Linked DNA regions of Oryzias latipes: region 1 is linked to region 2. A link is a contact called in public Hi-C data. All regions are on one chromosome and are shown on one strand. Each heading gives the region's core, a stretch centred on a gene start, on an enhancer-like site or on the middle of the called end of the contact. The rest is flanking DNA. Distances are from core to core; before and after follow the strand shown.

Evidence for each region. A called contact is a pair of places that touch in the nucleus more often than the background predicts.
Region 1: a contact with region 2 is called in a Hi-C map of embryo, with 2.2 times the contacts expected there. The contact joins two enhancer-like sites. A contact is called at or near these places in 3 of 5 Hi-C or Micro-C datasets (embryo and gastrula embryo).

The regions. Positions count from the first base shown.
Region 1 is chr15:10,844,866-10,851,231 of ASM223467v1, forward strand. The region is part of intron 3 of slc30a6 (zinc transporter 6); the gene reads right to left. Among protein-coding and RNA genes, the nearest start is that of slc30a6, 8.1 kb to the right of the region's middle. Within about 2 kb of position 2,761, at least 4 of the 8 cell types and tissues checked have an H3K27ac peak or open chromatin away from gene starts, as enhancers often do. A contact at or near this core is called in embryo, where this site is marked.
Region 2 is chr15:10,770,183-10,776,367 of ASM223467v1, forward strand. No RefSeq gene overlaps it. Among protein-coding and RNA genes, the nearest start is that of LOC111948787, 31 kb to the left of the region's middle. Within about 2 kb of position 2,784, at least 1 of the 8 cell types and tissues checked has an H3K27ac peak or open chromatin away from gene starts, as enhancers often do. A contact at or near this core is called in embryo, where this site is marked.

The DNA of each region.
Region 1 (6,366 bases), core at 1,511-4,010, 75 kb after region 2:
ATGTTTGTCTATAATTTTGTTTCTCATGTCCTGGGACAATTCTCTCCTTCACTTTCTGTTGTCCATGTTCAGTGTGGTTTACACCTTTTCACCAAACAGCAACGTGACTATTTGTCTCCCTTTAAATAGGCAGACTGACTGATTATGGGTTTGAAAACAGCTGTGATGTGAATTAAAGGACATACCTGAGTTTATCATGACCCTTTGGGCAATTAGTTCTCAGTCTTTTATGGAGGTACCATCCTTTTTTTCCAGCAATTTTTGATTAGTTTTTTTTTTTTAATAATTCTGTTAATCAACAACTCAAAAGTAATGGCTGATTTTGATTATTTAATTTTCAATCAGTTTTAATTTATTGTTATTTTTGAACATTTCAAGTCATTTCACTGAGCATTGTGGACTTTCTTTCTTTAACTGAGGGGTACCAAATTGTTTTGCCGGATCAGCTGATCAGGATGGTGCTGAGGCATGTGAGGAGCCGCTGCAGTCTGTGCATCAAAGCGGTTTAGCATGACTTTGGACTAACCGTCAGAGAGACGTGATCACGTTAAAGACGCCCGCATAAATGTTTATGAAATTTGACAGATTGTACATATTTAATAATCAAACTCGACCTCGAGCTTCAAATCCTGTGTAATCTGGCTCCGGCTGGCGGATTGGTGGCTCAGCGGTCGTCCCGTCCTGCCGAGGGTTAAGGTGAATTCTCTGCGTGAACAGATCTGAACGTGTCCACTGCTGCTGGAGTCAAACAGCAGCCCAGGGGGAAGGTCACATTTCCAGCATGAGAGAGCAGCACAGCAGAAAAAGAGCCGCTCTCTGCACGGCTCTCACTTACACCTTTCTTTCTTTTCCCTTCATCTTTAAAGCAGATGAAGTCAGCAAGTTTGAACTGTGCAAATGAAGGAATAAAGAAGAGGCATTCCCTTTAAATATGCACCAATCTCCAGAACTAAATTAAAAAATAGAGGGGATGGATACCACAAAGAGCTCCACATTTTTTGCCTGTCAGGCATGGCGGTCTGGCGACAGAGATTTCAGGTTGCACGACAGAGCCAAACATTTTACATGTGTCCAAATTATCACCGGGTTCAGTAAACACAGGTTGTGTCCGATTTCCTTCACTACTCACTACATGGTGCGTTCAACATTTTGTTGTGCTGTCGCAATCTACAATTCCAAAATCCAGTGCCGTAGAAATCTCCCAGAAGTTTCTCAGGAAAACCAGCTTGTATCGATGCTCGCTAGATCGGCAAATATAGACACAATGCACAATGCATTTTCACTTTGTGAAATCGATGACGTCAAATTCGCAGTTTAAAAAAAACAAAACAAAGAGTAGTGAGCGTGGTGTCTTTTTTGGATTTAAAATCCACTACATAGTCCCGTACTATATCGTTTTTTAAGTAGTTAGGGATTGGGGTAGGAATTTGGACACAGACACAGAAATACATTACAGGTGGACCGAAATTTACAAGCAACTTTGGAGCCATCCAGCCGGAGAGCAGGGAGCTCGTGGCCTCCCAGCGTCTTTTCTACGTCACAAACACGACAAATACAATCTTTTTTAAAAGGCATTCATCTGCTCCTGATTCACAATGATTGCATTAGAGAATTACTCACAACCGTAAATTTAATTGGAATTTTCTTTCTATATGTCCTCCAGTAGAAAAATGCCACAGGAACATGTTAAAAACACCTCAAACGTCAGAGTGGAGCTTTAATTAAAATAAAATAAAAATTATATTCTGCTGTTGTTGATCTTTGCAATTTGTCCCATCAAAATCTACATCAAACTCTCAAACCTTCACGTTTATCTATTATATTTGATTGCTTAGATGTAGGAGGGAAGGATTAGATGTAAAGTCTGTATTCTATGAGCTTGTACAGATGGGGGAGGACAGCAACTTAAAGCAGCAGATGAACATAAAGATGGCGTTAGTGAACGTGATCTGAAAGGTTCTGGAGTCAGAACCAAACATTCTGGTCTTAGTCCAGAAATAGAGATCCCAGCTTCATGGATGACAGTCCAGTGGAGGTGTTGGACATTGTGAGCTGATCAGGAAGTACACAAATGACACAGAAATCCAGAGCCACCAGGGTTTGTGGCCTGAAAAGTGAGTTTGTCTCTCTGCTGCTGCAGCAGGACTGTGGCTTACAGATGGCAGTATCAGCTGTCGGAGTGTGGATCTAAACTGAGGTTCTGAGCGGCGGTGCATGAAGGTGACCCCACTTCCAGCTCTCTCTTTGAGAGGCAGCCATCATTTCTCAGAACTCTCTGATTGATTGCCAGCTGTACTGGACACGAGTTTATCTTTGGAGCATCGAGATTGGAACTGTTTGAATCCAACTCAACAGAACTCGACAAAGAATAAAAAAATGACAAAACCTTGAGAGTAATTTGCCCTCTGAGCAGCAAGAGAGTGTGTTTGTGTGTCGGAGGGAGGAGGAACCAGAAGAGGAAGAAGGGATTGAGGATGGCGTGTGCATTGTGTGTGTGTCGGCCTGTCACTTTGCGTTGGACTCATACGCCGTGGTGAGGAGAGCCGAGTGCTGTGAAATCTACAATTACTGTGGTGTGCCGTGTTATGACAGTGGCGCGGCGTCCGCTGACAGCACTAGCCAGCGCTGGAGCGCGTTGGTGTGTGTGTGCACGCACACACGCGTGCGTGCGTTTGTGTGTGCAAACAGAGAGACAGCGCACAGCCCAAAACATCCCCGACCCCCTTTAGCGTGCACACAAACACACGCTGGCCGCCGGAGGTGGGGGCAGTGTCGTTTCTTCACGGCACTCTGCTGCCCCCCTGTGGAGGGTGTGATGAGTTCACGTGTGACATCAGCTCAGTCATCAAACTGAAAGTTCTGGACAGGTACTGGAGAAGATTCAGCTTCACCTTTAAGCCCTTCAACACTTTTTTTGCTCAGGTCAGATTTTCCAAATGCAGCAGAAATTTGGACAACCTTGGATCCAAGCAGCACATCAACCCCCCAAACACACACACACACACACATGTTCAGCCACAGGGTTTCTGGCACAGAGCAACACCGCCCCCCTTCCCATCCTTGTTGCTGAGAGCTCTCTGTTTACACACTTTCTTCCGCTAGCTTACTGGTGCTACCAATTTGGTGAGCAATATAAGAGCCTTCCAGACGTACACTTTTGATCCAGATTCCACCTCAGACGAGGAAAACAAAGACGTTCATGGATCTAATCGTCTACAAATGGATCCATCAGAATGGAGCAGAAACAAGCTCCACCCACATCGTTTTGATGACAGTGATAGTCAGGAAAAAGGCTGTACGCTTTAACATGTAAAGGTTTTCTGAGGTGGTGTGTCTTGTCTAACTGATGCCTTAATGATTCCATTTGATTAGACTCAGACGTGTTTCCTGTCCAAGCTGGGAATGGTTCTCTGCTGCAGTTTTCCCTGACGTCAGAAGTTGGTGTTTGTAAACAACTCAGCCTCCAATTAGCTGATTAATCAACAGAAGAGCCTCTGGGGGAGCAGACACAGCCATGTGGGGGGGCTGGCGTCTGATCTCCACTCCCTCTGTGGAAGTGGAATCAAAAAAGTTCCGAAAAACGGGTCTCTTTCTCTTTGCGTAGAACACAAACCCGGAGCCCTCTGCTTTTCCACAAACGCCTTCATGGAAGGTTGTTGTGGTGAAAAGCAAAGCCTTCGGTCTCCATCCTCACACCATGTAATCCAATCCAAGGCTCAATGGAGGAGTAAGACCCCCACTTTAATCCACTTTGCCCAGTGTGTGCTCAAAGTGGATTATAGTACAATACCGCTGACAGATACACAAAGACCAGGATGATTTCAGGTCTGTGATGGTGTCTGCTCCATCTCTGTTGGAGCTGCACATCTGTCCCTGTTTTGTTGCATTCCTTTCATTTCCTGTCTTCATGTTTTTGTGTTCTTTCAGACCAGTGAGTTACAATTACACTGATGTTTAGTCTAAAGAAAAAGAAATCCTCCAGGAGTCCTGCAGACCAGCAGAGGGCATCAGAGGGCAGAGAGCAGACGCCGCACCAAGAATCAACAACAATAAACTCCTGCAAACATCTACCTAGAGCTGAGCATCTGATCACTTGTAGTTGAACTGGAGACCCGCCCACAGAAAATGAGCCGAGCCTCATAGCGCTTCGCCAAACTACCTCTCATTATAGCATTTTGATAGCCACGGATCCCTCTGTTCCACCCAGACAAGAAAGATGCAATGACCAGCAGCGTCTGACGCCAAATCGTTTCCATGACTACCAACACACAAACACCACACAGGTCAAATAAGGTGGGGAAAAGCCCAGGTCAGCCGTGTTTGGAAACTCGCACCCTTAGCTCTTTTCGACAGAGATTTAGTTCCAGTGTTTACATTCTTTTAACTACAGTAACTCTTCAGCTGTGTACATGATGAATTCCAGCAAAATCTGAAGTGGAGGAAAGCAGTCATGTGCTGATATGCAACAATTAGCAAAAGTGGAATCAATGTACATCAGCTGAATGTGTCAACTATCAAAATCTTTAGATCTGTGAAAATCATTTTTGTCCAGGACAGAGTCCGCTGATTCCCGTTGATCGCGTAATTTATATACATACATACATACGTACGAATTTATATACATACATATATAAACATATATACATAAATATATACATATACATATTTACATAAATAACATATATACATATATACATATATATATATACACTAGGGCTGCACGATATGAGGAAAACTCGCGGTATGCGATATTGGTGATTAATATTGCGATAACGATATAATTTGCGGTATATAAACAAATATCAAACCAACCAAAAACATCATTTCCATTTCAATGCAACAGTATAAAAATGATACTCCAAATGACCCTTGCCTACATAGGAGGCAAACATCAAACATAAAAGGGCTCATCTGATTGATCAACAACGTAAACGGGTCATTCCGATTGGTTAAATGCATAAAGGGATTTATTTCATTTATTTAATATTTCAAGCTGCCATGAGTTTGTTTTAGCACATATAACCCTTGTGCTATCTTAGATGACCCCACCCTTACATTGACATGTTCTCCCTACCATGACAAAGGTGGATGAAGGTGGAAAGATTTCATGTAATCCATGGACACCAGTGAAGATCACAAATCATTGAAGAAAAAAGGTTCAGAGCACTGTCTAGTGGGTCTAGATGACCCAACTCCCAATGTTAAAGTACCTAGGATAGCACAAGGATCAAGGTAACCATTTATTGCGATTTTCGCCATCTTTTGCGGTATGCATATTGCACAGCTTGATGTCGCGATAACGATAAATTTGCTGTATATTGTGCAGGCCTAATATACACACATATATTTATATATATAAACATACACACACACACACACATACACATATATATATATATATATATATATATATATACATACACATATACATATATATATTTAAAGACATATACATACACATATACATATATATATACCAGTGACGTGCAGTCAGGAGAGGCAGGTGAGGCACAGCCTCACCTGTTATTATGGGAAGAAAAGAGAGAAAAAAAATCCAATTATTATATTTAATCAGTAATTTTTGCTTTGCAGTCATTTTCCATTTAAATGTACCATTTTTGGGTGTTTTTTCTTTTCAAAATCGCTGAATTTCCGCATTTGCCATTCAGATAATAAGAAGTGACGTGCGATGAGGCACCAGCCCGCTGAGCCTCACCTTGGATTGCGCAATACCTATGCAGTCAGACGGTACTGCTGTCTCTCTGTATGTCGGTTCAATCACTTGTACTATATGAGCTGGGTTTACATAATTTAGCAGATGTATATGATGTACACTGTTTGTTTTTATAAATAACTGTATGTGAGGGACGTGTTTCTTGTGCTGAGCGCTAAACGCCAGCAAAAAAGCCGCTGGGTGAGGCCAGACATTCTCGTGCCTCATGTTAGGGGGCGCCAGTGAGCCCTGAGATTATGACGCTAAAAAATAATAGAATAAGTGATAGCAAGCGGCAAGTCATTTTTTCAGAAGGAGCGGCGTATGGACTTTATTTACAAGTAAAGGTAAGACTATAATAACGTTTTTGCTTTTTTCTATGCTGCAGTTATATGAAAAAAAAACACGTTGAAATGATATTTTAAACAAAACACGTTAACTGTTGTCAATTAAATGGTGAATAAGTTACTCAGTATGGTTCATATGTTTGTAAATCTGACTGATGACGTCAGTGCCTCACAAGCCATTAACCTCACCGCACGTCACTGATATATACATACATATATATACATATATACATATATATATACATATATATATATACATATATATATATACATATATATATATATATACATATATATATATACATA
Region 2 (6,185 bases), core at 1,534-4,033:
GACCAGGGTTGGTGACAGGAACTAAAACATTTAATAGGCAAACTGAAACATGACAAAATTATGAGGAGAAACAAAACTGTGACACAACAGAGCAGATGACCTGACAAGGAAGAACAGAAACCAAGACACTTAAATAGGCTGAGGGTAATTAACTGAACTGAAGACAACTGTGGATCATAAAACCTGAAGGTAGAGTGACTGACAAAGAAAACCAAAAACACGACCAAGAACAAAACCACTGAATCCTTACACCCACTTGATGTCTGATGCCTGCTGGTTTCCAAAAAAAAACAAAAAAACTTTTTTAAACAATTTTTTTAAAGACCTACTCAGAAAACAAAGACAGATATGAATCTATTTGTCTACAAGTGGATGAATCAGAATGGAGCAGAGCGGGGGAGTTGTGGCCCCCCCAGCGTATTTTCTACATAACATATACAAACTTTTTTAAACAGAATTTTTTCATTTGCTGATTCACAACGATTTTAATAAAGAAATACCGGTAATATACCGGCAATTTTAACCCTAACCCTAACCCTAACCCTGAATTTTCTTCATATTTATATTTATATCCAGTGCTTAGCATAAATGAGGACACCCACTTTAAAAAGTACTAACTTAATCAGTAGCTTAATGAAAAAAAAAAAAAAATGTCCAAACTTTCCACAAGGTAGAGCTTTACTGAACACTTCTTTAACTCCAATAACATGTAATTAAGGTTAATGATCTAACTTAGATCACATAATCTTCAGATTTACTTAAACTGGTTGAACCAAAAATGAATACACCCTGCAAAAAAAACTTCTACATCTAGTACTTTGTATGAGCACCACGATTTTTAAGAACAGCACCAAGTCTTCTAAACATGGAATGAACAAGTCGGTGACATATTGCAACATCTATCTGTTTCCATTCTTCAAGAATAACCTCTTTTAGAGCCTGGATGCTGGATGGAGAGTGATGCTCAACTTGTGGCTTCAGATTTTCCCACAGGTGTCGATTGGATTCAGATCAGGAGACATACTTGGCCGTTCAATCACCTTCACCCTGTTCTTCTTCAGAAATGCAACAGTAGCTTTAGAGGTGTTGGATCATTGTCGTGTTGGAAAAGTGCTCCACGACCAAGTGCATGAAGTGATGGCAGCCTCTTCTCCTTCAGTGTAGAACAGGATGTTGTTGAGTTCATGATAGCGTCAATGAACTGCAGCTCCCCCACACCAGCAGCACTCCTGCAGCCCCACATAAGGACACTGCCACCACCATGTTTCACTGTAGACACCATGCGTTTTTCTTTGAAAGCCTCTCCTTTGCGATGCCATACAGTTTAAAAACCATTAGTTCTAAAAACGGTGATCTTTGTCTCATCCGTCCAGAGTATTGACATCCAGTAGTCGTCATCTTTTTCGGCATGGGCCCTAGCAAATTCTAGGCATACTTTTTTGTGCCTGGACTTTAGGAGAGGCTTCCTTTGTGGACAAATAACCATGCATGCCATTCCTCTGCAGTGTACGCCGTATGGTGTCTCAGGAAACAGTCACTCCAGTTTGGGTTTCTGCTTTAGCTAACTGCAGGGAACTTTGGCGATTTTCTTCAACCCTTCTCATCAGAAGACGCTACTGTAGAGATGTTAGCTTCCGTTGACGGCCTGGACGTCTCTGTAAGATGGTTGCTCTTCCATCTTTCTTAAATTTTTGGATCACTTTTGCTATAGTATTTTGACTGATATGTAGAGCGTTGCTGATATTCTTGTAGCCTTCACCTTTTTTGCGCAAAGAAATGATTTCCTTTCTGAGATTTGGTGACATTTCTTTTCCATGGGGAGGCATTGCTGACGGCATGAAATGGGAAGGGCTTTTCTTTAGGAAATGCCCTAGGCACCTGTGTGCTGGACACCTCTTAAATGAATCATTAGACTCACTTGTGGTTGAATTCATGTTAACTAGAATTTGGTAGTCTTTAGTTTGGCTTTTCTCCTAAGACTATGACTGCAGTGTGCTCATTTTTGCAACATGGGCTTGAATTATTTTTTAGGAAAATCACTTTTTTTCTGTTTGCAAATTAACATATCAGGTTTGCAATCAAAGGCCACCTTTGTAGGTGTAGTTTGTAGTGTAGTATTTCACAGAAAATGTTAATTCTGAAAGGACATTAAAGGTTTTCTGACAAATGTAGTAGGGTGGACCCATCTATGCTTAGGACTGTCTCAGAATCAGAATGAGAATCCTTTATTGTCATTGTACATATTTATACAATGAATATGTATATCCTCTATGATCAAAAAATTGACACAAGAACATGTTAAAAACAACATTTTTTCTGAGTCTCAAAAATGTGAAAGTAGAGGTCGACCTTACATGGTTCCACAAAAAGCAACACCATCTCAGCAGGAGCATCAGTATGGTGATCCAAAAATGGTCTCAAGCTGCACTGAAGCCAAAACAGACGAACCCTCGGAGGGTCGGCTCAGCGTCTCGACTCCTGCGTGTTTGTGTACTTGTGAGTGTTTGTGCGTGTGGGATTAGTCTCTATTTGAAGTGTGAGGTCTGTTTTAATCTGCAGGTTGTGGTAAACAGATGCAGTGATCTGGTCGGTCTGAACACAGTGTTCGCTGCCAGGGTTACACAACCCACTCAGGAGATTAACAGTGATTTCACAGTTTAACACTGCTGGTTCCTCGGGAGGGTGATGCCATCTGAAACACGCATGTTGGAAATGATATGATAACCTCTGTGAGCGCGGTGATGTCGCACAGCCCCCCCCCCCATCCACTGCATTTTCTGCTCCAGTTAGCGGCAGCCAAGGCCACACGCTGCGACCTCTGACTTCAGCAAATCCCAACAACGCAGATGCTGCCGACCAAACCGTCTCTGCGCTCACCACACACGGTTCAAGGCAGAGAGGCTTTCCTTTTACGCTTCGCCTCATACATCAGAACATTGACAGAACCCGTCACACAGTTCCTCAGAAAAAAACTTGTGTGAACACGCAGTTTAGTTTTCTGTACGACCATGCGAGAGATGGATGACAAACGGTATGATACGTCAACTGATGGTCAGATGAAAAAAACTGTTGGAGGCCAATGAAAGATTGGATGAATGGATCTTTAGGAAAAAAATAAAAAAAACTGGACTGTCGCTACCTGATACAAGGGCATGTACTTACAGTTGAAAGCGGCTTGGTGTGAAATGTCAAAGCAGTGTAAATCTCGTAAATCTTTTTCCAGGCTTTTTCTTTCACAGCTCTATCCGAAAAATATGACAGATTTGACGTCATATACCTCCAGCTGCTCACAAATGGCAAATATTAGGATGGCACTTCTGTGAATTAAAAGTGACCCCATCCATACATCACTACCAAATCCAAGTCCCCGATTGGTCAAAGTTTGACCTGGTTAACTTTCAACACACGTTCAATAGCCACAGGTTTTATACGCAGAGATTAAAAACAGTCTTAAAAATGTGTTTGAGAGTGTGGAAAGCAGATACCAGCTCAGACAAGGAAAACAAAGATGTACATGAATCTATCTGCATCAGAATGGAGTAGAGCAGGAGGCTTGTGGCCCACCCAGAGTATGTTCTACATAACAAATACAATCTTTTTCAAACAGCATTTTATCATCTGCTCCTCATTCACAACAATTTGAATAAAGAAATACTAAAATCTGATATTTTAAGCTTAATTTCCTTTCAATATGTCCTCCATCATCAGAAAAAATGCTACAAGAACATGTTAAAAGCACTAAACACGCCACTTTCATTGGAGTGGGGTCTTCAGTGAAGTCATGCATAAGTGTTTTGATAAAAAAAAAAAAATTTAAGTAAAGTGAAAAACTGTTGGACTGATTTACAGGTTTTCAATGATAACTTTGGGCATGATTGGAGCCAAAATGATCCAGAAAGATGAAATGCTGAACAGTTCTCAGTTGATTCTGGTGTATTGTCAGCAGAGGATTACCAGGTCTTAACTGTTTGTTTTGTAACAAGGAAGTGAAAGGCTCCAAAACACATCCAGGAGTCCTGCTAAGCTTCAGGGGGGGGGGGTCAAAGAGCATCATTGAGTGTTCAGAATTTCCCCCTGAAAGCCAAAAACAAACAGAGGACAGATTATCCTCCTCTGGAGGGGAAATGAAATCCTTTAGATGAGGCACTTAGGTTTATAAGTTCTCTGCCTGCCAGTGTGCATGGAGCTGTTACAAACAGCTTTAAACGTCACGCAGCTGCAGAGCGCTGCAGTCACATCCTCTCTGTGATCCCAAACAATCAACAAAACCAACAGAGTCTGGTTTAAGATCACCTGAGTGGTGTGGGTGTGTCCCAAGTGACTGAGTTAGAAAACACCAGTCTATGAAGGGTCCAGACTCTGCTGGAGCGGTATTCCTGGCTACCATTTCACCATGAAGACAGAAGAACGCTCCAAGCAACTCAGAGAAAGGGTTGCTGAAAGGTACAAGTCAGGGATTGGATACAAGATCATTTCCAAGGCACTGAACATCCCCGGAATTCAGTGAAATAAATCATCGAGAAATGGAAGGAACATGGCACATGTGTGAATCTCTCTACATCAAGCCGCCCTCATAAACTGAGTGACCGTGCAAGTAGGAGACTTGTGAGAGAAGTCACCAAGTTTACTTTGAAGGAGTTACAAGCTTCAGCTAATACATATTAGAGCTCGCCCAGAGTTCACCAAAAGGCATGTGGAAGACTCCATGTTCAAGTGGAAGAAGATTCTTAGGTCTGATGGGACCATTATTGAGCTTGACGATACGTTTGTCGGAAACCAAACACTGCATATCATCCAAAATACACCATCCCCACTGTGAAGCATGGTGGTGGCAGCATCATGCTGCAGGGATGTTTCTCAGCAGCAGGCCCTGGAAGGCTTGTAACGACAGAGGACAGAATGAATGCTGCGAAATACACTGAAATCCTGGAGGACAATCTTTTTCGGTCAGCGGGAGAACCACGGCATGGGAGGAGATTTATTTTCCAGCAAGACAATAATCCAAAACACACTGCAAAAGCCACACAGGAGTCGTTTCAAAAGAACCAGGTACCGGTAAATGTTCTGGAGCGGCCGAGTCAGAGCCCAGACCTAAATCCCATAGAGAATTTTGGCTGGACTTGAAAGGGGCTGTTCATGCCTGGTCTCCACACAACCTGATAGAACTTGAGCAGTTTTTGCAAAGACGTATTAACACAATTTACTTAATTATCATGGAGTCTGACTCTACCAAAGGAGGTTTGCAGTAATTTACATAACTACCGTACAAAGAAAGTGTTGCAGAGCAACAGTAGCTGCTGCTTTTCTTCACACCAGAATCTGCTGGTTTATGTTAACTGCGTCAACAGCCGAAGAGTTTAAAAGGCTTGTTTTATTTTGTGTCAGTGGCGACATCTCTGGTATTAAAGGGTTACATTTGTGAGAAGGGGTTAATGCAGAAACACTGTTAAGAAAACCTGACATGTTGCTTGGATTGTCTCCAGTAACACCGTGGCTCCAAAGGGGAATTAGAGGGTTTAAAAAATGAGCTAAAATTCAGGAAAACAGGAAGTATACCCTGTAGTTTCAAAATAATACGAACAGGGTCAGTAGGACTATATTTTATTCAAAAAATGTAAAAGCCCACAAATGCAGACAAAGCCAGTCAATGAATCATCACCAGCAAAGATCACAGACTTTGGAGCTGGAGAAGTTCAGAATTTAGCTAAACTGGATCAAGACCGGCGTAGAAAACCCCGTAAATGAGCATCATGGGGTCAAATCTTTAACATAACAAAGAAACTGATGTGACACAGATGTGTGCGACTTCAAACAGCCTCATTTATAGTGCAAACAACACAGTAGCCCTCAGTTTGTAGCTCACGTTTGTCCAACCAGGAGACAGAAGATGCAGTAGAGTCTGAGGAAAAACCATCACCTCTTTTGGAAAATGAAGTCACCACAAAGCAAAACTGCAGTGAAACAAAAAAACTTCTTTTAATGCACAGAAACCCGAACTGAGAAAAAACAACAACACGGACTTAGATGCTGATTCGGCCACAGTAACCACAGTTCACACCAGTGACGTGCGGTGAGGTTAATGGCTGGTGAGGCACTGACGTCATCACTCAGATTTACAAACATATGAACCATGAGTATAAATAACTGAGTAACTTATTCACCATTTAATTGACAACAGTTAACGT